2 separate regions of the Mus musculus genome follow, and region 1 is linked to region 2. A link is a contact called in public HiChIP or PLAC-seq data. All regions are on one chromosome and are shown on one strand. The core of a region is the stretch at or near the end of the contact, and the rest is flanking DNA. Distances in the headings are between cores, read along the strand shown.

Region 1 (6,045 bases), core at 1,470-3,969, 120 kb before region 2:
GTGTGGAGTTGAATGTGTAGAGCTGACCGCTTGCTGCCAACACAGCTGAGCTGAGAAAGCAGTAACCTGACTACAAGAAACTGCACAAAGGGAGCTGAGTGCTTGTCCTGAGCCTGGGGAATTTCTGTATTTGGTGTACAGGCACCTTTGGGAAGAGAAAAGGACAGATTACACCGTGCAGGAATGTGAGCAAGGACGGGGTTAACACATGACATAAATGTGCTCCAGGTTCCCCCGTTAGCCCACACAGCCAGGGGACTGGCCTTCTGTTACCTCTGCAGAAGGCAGGAGGAATCCTGGCTGGGAGTGGGATGGTGAAAGCCAGATGATGCTCGGAAGACAGCCCTCTTCACTCTTCACATTCCAGTCGGAGACTGAATAGCGGTACCCAAGCAAAACCACCAAATTCTTGGTTCCAGGTGACTTGATGTGTGATGACTTCAAAAGAGAGATGAGAGAATTTTTTTTTTCAGAATACTCGGGACTAAATGCGTTACAGTTTCTATAAAACTAAATAAATAAGAATTAGGCAATCATTTAAATGGTGTAATAGAAATAAAATCATAATACATGTTTTAGCGGCAAACAGTATCTGCATTAATCATAATGACAATCTAAATAATAATGAACAAACAAACTCTGGGCTATAACTCAGTGGAGAACATAGAGAGTAGTGTATGGTAGTTTATAATATGCAACAGAAAGTTCGTGGTGGTTTCTAACTTTTACCTTTTTAATTTTTAATTTTAATTTAATTTAATTTAATTTTTAATTTTTAATTTTAATTTTAAAGTCAAAAATAGTAATAGCACTGGTCACTTTTCTCATTGCTGTGACATAATGCCAGACAGAAGGCAGGAAGGGCCTGCTTTGGCCCACAGTATAAGAAGGGTCCAGCAGGATGTGGAAGGAGCTCCTGCCTGGAGGAACGAGCCAAGGCAGCTTCCCAGTGCTTACCAAGTCAGGAAGCATGGTGGGGTGGGGGTGTTGCAGCAATTTGAATGAGAAGTGTCTCCCACGGGCTTGAGTATTTGAACACGTGTCCCCCAGTTCCCGGTGCTGCTTGGGGAGGTTATAGAACCTTTAGGAGGTATATCCTTGCTGGAGGAAGTGTGTCACTGGGGCAGACTTTGAAAGTTTATATCCCTGGCCTACTTCTGATTCACTCTCTGCAAACCCTGAAAAACACTGTCTCTCAGCTCCCAGCTCTGGTCATGCATTTCTGTGTCTCCCTACCTTTATGGTCTGTCTGTCTTTCTGAAACCATAAGCCAAAATAGACTCTTTCTCCACAAATCATTTTTGGTCACCGTGTTTATTACAGCAGCAACAACAACAACAAAAAGTAACATGGTAGGGAAGCAAAAGGTTCCCAGGACCCATCAGGGATGTCTTTAGCGGAAATATGCAACTAAGGAGAGATACAACCTGCAGAGACCACCTCCAGTAGATAGGCACAGCCCCCAGTTGAGGAAAGGGACCACCCACCCATCTCAAAAGTTTTAACTCAGAAATATTACTGTCTAAAGGAAAGACAGGGACAAAAAAAATGAAAGAAAGAAAGGAAGGAAGGAAGGAAGGAAGGAAGGAAGGAAGGAAGGAAGGAAGGAAGGAAGAGAAAGAATGAAGGAAAGAAAAGCCAACCAGAGACTGTCCCACCTAGGCATCCATCCCATCTGCAGACACCAAACCCAGACACTATTGCTGATGCCAAGAAGTGCTTGCTGACAGGAGCCTGATATGGTTGTTCCATGAGAGGCTCTGCCAGCACCTGACCAATACAGATACTCACAGCCAACCATTGAACTGAGCCTGGGACCCCAGTGGAAGAGCTAGGGGAAGAACTGAATGAAGGAGCTGAAGAGGATTGCAACCCCATAGGAAGAACAATATCAACTAACCTGACCACCCAGAGCTGTCAGAGACTAAACCACCAACCAAAGAGTACACATGGAGGGAGCCATGGCTCCAGATACATATGTAACAGAGGATGGCCTTATCTGACATCAATGGGAGGGGAGGCTCTTAGTCCTGTAGAGGCTTGATGCCCCAGGGTAGGGGAATGTTAGATCAGTGAGGCAGGAGTGGGTGAGTGGGTGGAGGAGCACCCTCACAGAGGCAGAGGGGAGGGGAGAGAGGGGAGGCAAGATGGGGGATTTGTGGAGGGGTAACCCGGGAAGCAGGATATCACTTGAAGTGTAAACGAATAAAATGATTAATTTTTTTTTAAGTAACAAAATACAACTCTAAAACCACAAGCCCTGCCTTCCGTACCTGTTTCCTCCAGTGTAACTCCTACTCTTAAATGTTCCACATCCTGCCAAAGAAGAGCCACCAGCTACGGACCAAGTGCCTCAGTCACATGAGCCAGCAGAGAACCTTCTACATTCAAACTACGACAGTAGTACGAACAGGCTGTTTAGAAGTGTTAAGAATCATAAGCATTTAGGCAGCCTGTCTCCTGCTCAGCGGAGATGGAGAGCAGGAACTGGCTCAGGAAAGTCAGGTTAAGGGACTACTTATTTCCCCGTAAGCCACAGAGAGTCATTTGACTTTGAAAATTATATACATAGAATGCTTCAGTAAGAATAAATTACATTTTGGAAAGGAATTTGTACGACATTCCTAAGAATTAAGTGTTTCATGCATGTGTGTGTGCATGCTCTAGACAGAGAGGGACTAGACCACGGCTTTGCTCCTGCTAATTGCCTGCAGATGTGTAAATGTCTTCAGGGTGAAAGGAAAGGATGGCAGAAACCACAGCATGTAACTGGCTGGAAGTGGCCCCGTCCTACCTTCCAAGTTAAAAGGGCACAGCTGGCAGGGACCATGGAGCCGAGATGCAGGAGTTTGCTATGCTGGTTTGAATCTCATATCCCTGAGCCAAGAGGCACCTGCCTTGGCAGCTAAATGCTGTGATCTTCAAGGGTAGAAAAGCCCACCACATGGGCTGGCGGCAGCTGGAAGGGAAGTCTATTATACAGAGAAAGCAGTGTTACCTGGACTGGAGCCTCTGGGAGCCAACCTGCACTGGGATAGGGCTGTCCCCTGAGGATAGGGCTGTCCCCTGAGGATAGGGCTGTCCCCTGAGGGTAGGACTGTCCCCTGAGGGTAGGGCTGTCCCCTGAGGGTAGGGCTGTCCCCTGAGGGTAGGGTGTCCCCTGAGGGTAGGGCTGTCCCCTGAGGGTAGGGTGTCCCCTGAGGGTAGGGCTGTCCCCTGAGGGTAGGGCTAACTCCTTGTTCTGTCATGCAGAGGACTTTGACTTCCTACATGAGCTTCTCTGGGGAGACTGCAGAAGAAACCATGAAACTAGTGGATACAACTGTGTGACAGAACTTTTATTTAAGGTTACATCACTTCTAGAAGAGTCACAAATTCATGCACAGAACAGAGTTGCCCCACATTTGCTGGTGTGGAGACTAGACAAGTTCCTGGGGGGTGTATCAATTAGTCTCTGCTCTCTGCTTTTTCTCACCGTTTAGTTTTAACCCATAGATGTTTATGGTAAAGTAGTTTTTTTCAAAGCGTGATGGTACCTGTGTTCCCACACTCAGGAGGCAGAGTCAGTAGGATAGAGCGTCGAATGCCAATCTGAACTAACACGTGGGATATGGAGGCTGCAGCTGGAGGACCGGAAGTTCAAAGTGATCCTCGGCTACCTTGTAAGTTCTAGGCCAGCCTGGGCTATATGAAACCTTGTATTAGAGTAAAACACCAAGACAAATAAGTGTAGTTTCCTTATAGATAACATAGTTGAGTCTTCCTTCTACTGAACTTAACTCTCTAACTTTTAAAAAAGTGTTTCTGTTATTTATGCACATGCATGCGTGCTTTGTGCGTGCTCCTGGTCAGAAGAGAATGTCAGTGCCTTTGGAACTGGAATACAGGTATTTGTGGGGTGTTCAGTGTAGGTGTCAGGATCTGAAGTCCACTCCCCGTGGGTGAGCACACACGCTCTTAATCTCTGGGCCCTCTCTTCAGCCAGAGTCTTTGATATCTTGGAAATTGAATTTCTTACAGCATTTACTGCTTGCTACTTGTTTTCTGTCTCTCCTGTCTACTCTTTGTTCTCTTTCTCTTCATTTCCTATATCCTTTTGTGTAACTTAGTCTCTTTAGAGGAAGCTTACAGTACACTCCTATTTCCCATGGCTCTGCTTTGTGTTATTGTCATAGTACTTTACGATTGGTCCCTTTCTTCTTTTGAGACAAGGTCTTGCTCTATAGCCCAGGCTGGTCTCAAACTCACAGTAATTTTCTTGCTCAGTCTCCAACACTGAAAGCACAGATGTGTACCAGCATGCCCAACTCACAGGTTTTATATGTATGTTATAAACCCCACAATACATCTTTATTACATTTCCCTTAATTGTACTTAAAAATATAACTTGAATAAAAAGATATATTTTATATTCACCCAACATTTATAGTTCCTAACCCTGTGTATCTGTGTGTGAGTGTGTATGTATGTGTATGTGTGTGTGTATATAAAAGTATATCTGTGATATGTATGTGTGTACATGAGTGTTTATGTGTGTGTGTGTATGAATATGTATGAGTAGTATATATGTGTGTATATATATATGTGTGTCTGTGTGTGTGTGTATGTATTTGTGTATGAGTATGTATGAGTGTATATGTGTGAGTGTGTATATGTGTATATGTGTGAATATGTGAGCATATATCTTCATGTGTACATCTGCATGTGAGTGTATGTATGTGTGTATATGTATGTATATGTGTATTTGTAAGTATGTGCATATGTGTGTGAGAATGTGTGGTGTGTACCTAAGTGTGTACTTGCACCTGTCACTGCTCCCATGTGCACTGACCAGAGCTGAACATCAAGTGTCAACATCACAATTATCCATTTATTGCCCTGATACAGCCTCTCGCCGCCCTGGAAGCTTGCCCCTTTGACTAAGCTGCTTATCCTGAGACCTGCCTATCTCCATGCAGTGCTGGAGTTACAGGCATGCACAGCCATACACATCGCTAGAGATTAGAACACAGGTGAGACGCTACAACATGAGGTTCTCACCATAATCATCAGCACAGTTGTGATCTTGAGCCTCCAGACTGTGAAATAAATAAATTCCCTGTCTTTTAAATTGACTGGTCTCAACCATTCTATCGAATCAGCAGAACATAGACCCCTGCACCTTTCTGGAACTCCAAGTACTCCAAGTATTTACAGGCTGCCTCCCAATCCAGTCCTTTCTTCCTTCTCATAAGTGTGATCTTTTTTGTTGGCACAGTTAATGAATTTTCTGCACTTTTTTTTTCTCGAAATATCGTTGTGAGGTTTTTTCTCTATTTTTATTTGTCTTTCAAGGTTTTTCAATGAGAAGACAAGAGAAATGGCATTGGGAATGGCCACACAGATAATTTTTAAAAATTAGAAATTTCCACTTCTGCCCTTAAAAAAAGAGTGCATTCTATTCAACTATTTTCTAATGTGTAGACATTCTCGATTATCTCTTTATTGTCCCATTAATAATGTTTGTTTTAGTTTAGTTCCACTTTACTGTTGGCATTCTAGAGCCTTCTAAGCTATTTGATATAATTTCCCCATTATTTCATTAATATTTTAATATTACATCATCCCTAAGTTGACTCCTGTCAATAGCACCAAAACTGTATTTTATGTATTGAGAGAACACTTTAACAAAGGGTTCAGCATTTCGTCTGACTCACACACATCACAGCTGAGCTACTCGGTTGGCTTCTGGCAACTGAGCTTCCTCGTTGTTTGTTGAAATGTCACTTTCCCTGCTTCCACTTTTTCCTTCTTTTTCTCTGATTTTCCTGTGCAGGCTCCTCTTGCTCCAGCCACTCCTCCAATGATAAGCCAAGACTTTTCAGGGCTTCCTCTTTGCTTTCATTCCTTGGGACCATCCCATCTATTCCCTGGGTTCTAATTATTCTGTATTAACTGTGCACTGCTGTCAAAGCTATCTGTTCACTCATGACCATATGCATTTTACTTAACATCTTCTCTCTTTTTAGTTGTATTTATGGATATGAATGTTTTGCCTACATGCAT
Region 2 (6,531 bases), core at 1,771-4,270:
TCGTTGGCAACTTTTAAATATCAGAATGTTTCCAGCCTTTCTTGAAAACTCAGAAAATCTGGCAAAACTGAGCCCACATTCCCAGCTGATGACGAGTAGAGCAACAAGTGCCCACTTCAGACAGCATTGGCCCTCTGTCCCTACAGCCCATACCTTCCCTGCTGCCCCTGACCCAAGACCCAAACAGCCAGTCCCCCTTAGAATTGGGGATCATAGCACATCTACTCTGAGAAAGGACTCAGAGACAAGAGGGACCCAATCTGGTCCCTTGTCCTTCAAGAGCCGACTCTTGTTTCCTTAAGATCACAAAGATTTGTTTTGTGTCTTCTTAATTTTTGCTCTTTTTAATAGATTGGGTTTTAAAAATTCCTGGCAGGGTTGGGGATGCATTGTTTTACTCCTTGCTAAGAGAAGAAACTAGACACAAAGGGAAAAGAGCAAGGCTGGATTTCAAAAGGAAATGCTGAGGTTTAGGTTTGAGAGAGCAATGTGAAGGGCCAGGGATAGACACACTCATTTGCCAGATGAGGATGGCTGAGGTCGAGAGAGGGGGCGAGCTGTGCCAGATCCCTCTGCTGATGAGAAAATGAAAAGGGAAGCATGGTCTGTGCCATCTTCACCCAGCCTGCACCACATGCCTTCCTCTAGCCACAAGTGGCTTCTTTCTCCCTGTTTCTGAGTATCTGTTTCCAAGAGGTGGTAGAGAGAAGCCAGCCCATTAGCTCAGTAGAGTGTGCTAAGAGCGATTTCAGAAGCCACGTTGTATTGTAAGATATGTTATTCTAAAAGAACCTTCGGGAGATTGATTAGTAATTTTCATCTAGACCTATTCATTCCCTGTAGGTAAAATGTAATACATTTTGAGAGAGGCAGCCTGTTTTCATGTGTTCAAACCCATCCCAAATCGTCCCTGTGTTTGTAAGCAGGAATAAAGTTAACACGTTGACTCCAGTATCTGTCACTGGTGGAAGGCTTTACTAAATCATTTGCAATGAACACAAACTTTGAAAAACATTTAGAATATTTAAATGGACCATTTACTGGGATTTAGACATTTTGGTGCATGTATAACAAGGAAATATAAATGTTCTAAACTTCTACAAGAGTTAGTTAATTAATTTAGTTAATAAAAATAAGCTCTACATGTAGTAAGAGAGATTATTTTATTTAGCTTGCCAGCCTGAATTTAGAGGTGGTTTCAGGTCCACTTTTACAGATCAGAAAAGGGAGACCGAATTGGCTAGCTTCCTCCAGCAGTTTCCACTTGTTGAGAACAAGCCCAGGTCACTCTAACTCCTAAGCAAGTGTCCTGTCAGCTACAGCAACTCATTGCACAGAATCCACTAAGATGTGCAATGGCCAAGAAATTAGGACAAGGAAACACCTCTAGGCTTCAAAATGCAGTAAGCATGGAGGGAGGCAGAAACAAGTGAAGGGTGCAGAAATATGTGGAGTGGAGGCCTGGTGGGTCAGGGAAGGCTTCTGAGCCAGGGACACAATCCTCTCTGAAGAGAACACCTTGAAACAATAGCCACAAAAGAAAGGACCAGAAGAAAGGCCTAAAACGTTGGGTGGTGTGGTGGACTGTAGCTGTTTGGGAAAGAGCAAACAGAAGGTAACCAACCAGTTTAGCTTGGTCATTAATAAAACAAGGCTTCATAATGAAGTTTGCCATGTGGCAATATTAATGCGCATCTCCAGGTCAATGTTATCGCAATGGCTAGGCAACTTCATGCCTGCAAGGAAAAGTACCACCAGGTAGACCCAGAACAGGCACCTGGGGGAAATCCAGGTGTCCAGTTTCCGGACCCCGTGCAGCACAGATGCCCACACTTTTTTTTCTGTCATGTGTCCTGTTCTCACCTTTCCCCCCTCTGAAGCCTGTTGTCAGCACGTGGGGTAACTGGCATCCTGTCTTCTGTTTGCAACTCTTTCTTTGTCCCGGCATCTCTGATTTGTGCAGGACTGTGTTCCCTTTTCAAGGACGCCCACCAGCAGCGAAGCAGGTGCAACAAATTGGGGGAAAAAAAAAGAAAAAAAAAAAAAAAAAAAAGAAACAGGACCTGCCACTCCAAGTCTAGGCTCTCTTACTTCTAAAAAGGACAGACCCAAAAAGCCAAACACTTTGGCCTCTCTTCAGGTCTCAGGTCCCGCCCTGCCCAAGAGCTATATAGTAAAACCTGGTTCTGTTTCACACCAGCTGTGGACAATCTTCCCCTGTTCTTAGGGCCGAAGGATTCTTTTTCTTTGTCCTCAGGCCCCGGAAAGCAGGTTCTCCTGGCGAGCCCCTCCCCATCGGCTCCCAGGGGACGAAACTCTTGTTTGATTTATCACTTCATCTCCGTGTCTCCTTAGAACCTAGTTAAGTCTAATCCCGCTTTCCAACTCTGAGAGCGAAGTCACCTGTCCCAGGCAAGCGGTAACACCGGGACTTTAACACAGAGCACACAAGAGACCGGGGTGTTTGAGTTCCCAATCAAGCCTCCACGACCCGACCCAAGTCCCCACATCTGTGGAAATAAAAAGTTCCCGGTGGGGGCGGGGGCAGTGCAGCCTTCTGCCTGGTCCACACCGGGACCCGAGGCGCCTCCGGGGGAGGCGAGGGAGGCTGCATCAGCCCGAGAGAGCAGAGCCAGGGAACTTCAGAGAGCGTTTCGCCCTCGCCGGGGAGAGGCAAACACCGACACGTCTGTCTCCTTCTCAACAAGTGCCTTCAAGCCCGCCGGGGGCAGACACCTCCGCGCCCGCGGCCGCCGAGGTCTCCGCTGTGCGCGGGGGGCCGCGGCCTGGCCTCAACCGAGGCGACTCTGCGTGGCCTCCCCACACCCCCTCGAGCGTCGCCCGCAGCCCCCGGCGGCCGGAGTAGGGGCGCGGGGCGGGGCGAGCGGAGGGGCGGACCCCGGGGCGCGGGGCGGACGCGAGGGTGCACGAGGGGCGCAAGGGCCGGCGCGGTCACCCGGCGCCGCGGGGAGCCGCCCACTTCTCCTGCGCAGGGGGGGCGGGGGTGGCCCAGACGGCCAGAGCGTGGATGCGGCGGTCGCCGAGCCGGGGCGGACGCGGAGCGGCCCGGGCAGGGGACGCGCGCCGGGAAGGCCGGCTCCGCAGCGGCTGCAGGATGGCTGAGGTAAGCGGTCGCGCGGGCGACGGGCGCGGGGCCGCCCTACGAGGGCCACCTGCTCGTCGTCGGCGCCGTGTGTGCGTCCCGGGAGGCCGAACTGCAGTTCCTCGCAGCCTGTGCCCGGTCGCAGCGAGGTGACCCGTGAGCGGCGCCCCGTTTCTCTTACACCCCAGAGCCCCTGTCCAACCGCTGTTGGCGCAGGGACGTCCATCTGTCTGGTATTTCAAGCCGTGACCTTCGGTCATCCCGGGAGGAGAGTCGCGGAGACGCCCGAGGGGCGTGGAGGGGGCGCCGGTCCCCTGAGGGACAAATCCTTGCTTTTTTAAAAGGGAAGAGACAAAAGACCAAAAGCGCCGCAAACCGTCAGCTTAGTTAGACGTGTCTGAAGAGGACGGATGCTCGCAGTTGAACCGCGCTGAAGGAGTGCGTTGGTTTGCCGGCGTTCCGCCTGGCTTGTCGAGCGTGGGACAGTGAGGGGTGTTCGTGCCCTCCGGTCGCTCAGGGACTTGGAGGAGCGCATCCGGATGCTGATGGGGAAGCCAGAGGGCCAAGGTCCAGTCTCTTTGGAGATGGTTTACCTGAGAGTGACAGGAAGGGATCCTGGCAATGCAGAGGTGAGGTGCTTAGTGGCCCAGTGACTGTCCACCCCGCAGCGGGGTTCCAGCCGGGCGTACCCCAGCATCCGCTTCGGGTGTCCGCTGTCCACGGGCGCTGCTTCCCCAGGGGAGCCCCTTAACCCTACTGGCCTCACGACTTCGGATAAACTCCTGGGGATTTGTCAGCCAGATGTGACAAGATTGGAGAGGCAAGTGAGAGAGATCTGATATCAATCAGTACATAGCTCGGAGCCAAACTTTCTCAAATGCGGTGTAGAAACATGTTCTTCTCGTTTAAGGCATCTCTTTGTGGCTGTGGGGCTGCCACCAGCCTGAGTTTGACAGTTAAATGGAATGCCAACTAGCAGCCTTAATTGTATGAGTGAAGTTGTATGCAGTGCGGGGGGGGGGGGGAAGATCAGACACTCTGGGGTTCGGTAATGTCCCCTAGTTTTATGGCTAGGCTCACCGCAGACCTCTGAAGATGAGGGCATTTAAATCGGGCCAGACGCCTGGTCACAGCCAGGCCTCTGCTGTTAACACTTAAGGGGCTTGAAAGAGGCCCCACTGGTGTCCTGGGAATCCCTGTCAGAGTGTGTGTGTGAGAGAGAGAGAGAGAGAGAGAGAGAGAGAGAGAGAGAGAGAGAGAGAGAGAGAGAGAGAGAGAGAGAGAACCTGTTACTGCATGGAAACACAGAACAGATATATCAACAATAAGAAGTAAATTTTTCTTATTAAAGCAACAAGATTTTGGTGTGACAGTATAGGTGAACTGAAAAACAGCATTTTGGCAAATCTTTTTTGGCAGTCTGTTTTTACTTGCTCGTTGTCTTCACTGTGCTGTTAGATTTCATGGGATCTTTTCGAATTTAACAGAGGTTTAGTTTACAAATTGATGTTTGTGCGTTAAAACTTTTGTTAAGTAGTGAAACATGTAACTTTCTCATTCGCCCCTCCCCAAATTTGTTGATGCATATTATTATACCTTTCTTAAAATTGTATGCATCAAAGTGTAATTTTGCACATTACTTCAAGTGTTACAATTTGTGCTGTATTTTATTTTTCTTTTAAAATAGATACAGACAGCTGCCCTTCTTTCTCTGGAGAATTTTAATAACTGTTCTTTTTAGCATACTTTCAGATAGTTAAAAAATATGACTCATTATCTTATTTATTGTTGCAAGTTCACAAACTTCAGTTTTACAGAAACTGTAACTGTCTCCACTCAGGTGTTGACTGTGTTCTGTTGTAGCTGAATCCTCAGACACTTTGATGGACTCTTTTAAGGTGTGAGCTCCTCAGAGTTTGAGAACTCAGATTGTGTTCAGACAGCTGCATAACTTAATTTGTACTCTCATGTCCACCCATGCAGACTGGTAAGGATTCCCTGGAGCTCTGTCTGTCACAGAGAAAATGGTTACTAGTTTGAATAACCTGCCCATGAATATTTCCTAGGATACACACACACACACACACACCAGTGATCCAGTGATCTGTGCACCTGGGTTGGAATTCACATAAGAAATCTTAGCTCACATAAATCCATTGCCTTAGAAATATATGGTTTATACAGAGGATGATTTGGTTTTTATGACCTTTCCCCTAGAAGAAGTTAGACCTGTATCCCAGGCCCATACTCATATTTTATACCTCAGATCATCAGCTTGGAAAAGTGACCCTGCCCTGTGGTGAGAAAAAGCCATCTAGTTTTCCTCACACAACAAATAATTGTCTCTTAAGCACACACTTGTCACTTCGGGATGCCAAGAAATGTGAGGGAACGTTTTAAAACTTTGTTAGTAAAATGAAACTGCAGTACCAAGGGGCCAGAAATGTCTTTGAGCTTCTGTATATGGCTTTGGAAGTTATTTTGACGGTGGCCATTAAGAGGAGTTGCCCTGAAGGCTTGCAAGGTAAATTACTTGCAGGAGGAGTGTGCTTCACCCCAGGGTGGATTTTCTCCTCTACAGATGTCACTTAGAGTGAGGTAGTTACTTTTGTCAGACACAGTCTGGTTAGAAAGAAACTAGAAATGCCATTCCCCCAGGTTCTCCAATCTGATGATCTGACGTGGCTCTGGCTTTGCTAAGATCAAGGTTTAGGAAGTCATAGGCTCTTTTTGTCCTTTCCCTTATTGTATGTCAGTAAAGATCATGACTGCTTGTCTACTGTTGGTGACTTTTTTGTGGGATGTTCAAGATAACTGGGGGTGGCACAGAAGCAGCGTCAGGAAGTGCTGGGACCCTCCTCCCTTGTTAGTTGGTTTCTAGCAGAAACCCTTCTTTCTTATCTCATCATCCTTTGAAGTCTTTTCTCCCTCCTTCTGGAGTTTCCAAGATTGCAGTGTGGCACTCCCGCTCTCTATATCCACCCGTATGCCTCTTTTAGCCAAGGAAGCTGAGTCCAAACACAAAGCAGCCCTGTTTCTCCAGAGTCCAGTTTGGGGCCTCCTCAGCCATACATAGTTACTTGGAAAAAAAGCTCTCTCGGTTCCTGTCCACACACGGGCCGTTTATTATAAATCAACCTAACCAATTGTAAAAGGGCTCTAGCTTAGAGGCGATCCCCATTTCTCTCCACTAATGTAAAGGAAGGGAGAGGTTGGGAAAATAAGATGTAAAAGCTGGGCTGGAGCAGACCTGTGTAGAGCAGAATGCTTACCTTAGGGGAACTCTAATTTACACTTTTAACTGTTCTTCCCATTCATTATATTGATGCGGCTGTCCCTTCCTGCGGATTGTGTGAGCATTTCATGTACTGGAATGTGGGAAACGGTTTTCTGCTCTTTCCCAGCTTCTAGAGACGGCATTGTCCCTC

The links. HiChIP or PLAC-seq counts read pairs in DNA pulled down with a chosen protein or histone mark.
Region 1: a contact with region 2 is called in an H3K4me3 HiChIP or PLAC-seq map of craniofacial prominence, with 6 times the contacts expected there. The contact joins the enhancer-like site here to the promoter of Bnc1 in region 2. A contact is called at or near these places in 12 of 39 promoter capture datasets (the C10 cell line, the HPC-7 cell line, cranial neural crest and 6 more), 7 of 484 Hi-C or Micro-C datasets (embryonic fibroblasts, embryonic stem cells, morula and 1 more), 5 of 115 datasets of contacts at active chromatin or transcription factors (cardiomyocytes, craniofacial prominence, embryonic stem cells and 2 more) and 2 of 9 other capture datasets (macrophages and pancreatic islet).

Annotation. Positions count from the first base shown.
Region 1 is chr7:82,106,480-82,112,524 of GRCm38.p6, reverse strand. No RefSeq gene overlaps it. Among named protein-coding and RNA genes, the nearest start is that of Gm32850, 11 kb to the left of the region's middle. Within about 2 kb of position 2,719, at least 41 of the 459 cell types and tissues checked have an H3K27ac peak or open chromatin away from gene starts, as enhancers often do. A contact at or near this core is called in craniofacial prominence, morula and second pharyngeal arch cranial neural crest, where this site is marked.
Region 2 is chr7:81,988,788-81,995,318 of GRCm38.p6, reverse strand. It overlaps Bnc1 (basonuclin 1), which reads left to right and starts at 3,020. Exons shown (of 5, transcript NM_007562.2): 1 at 3,020-3,124. The coding sequence starts at 3,029.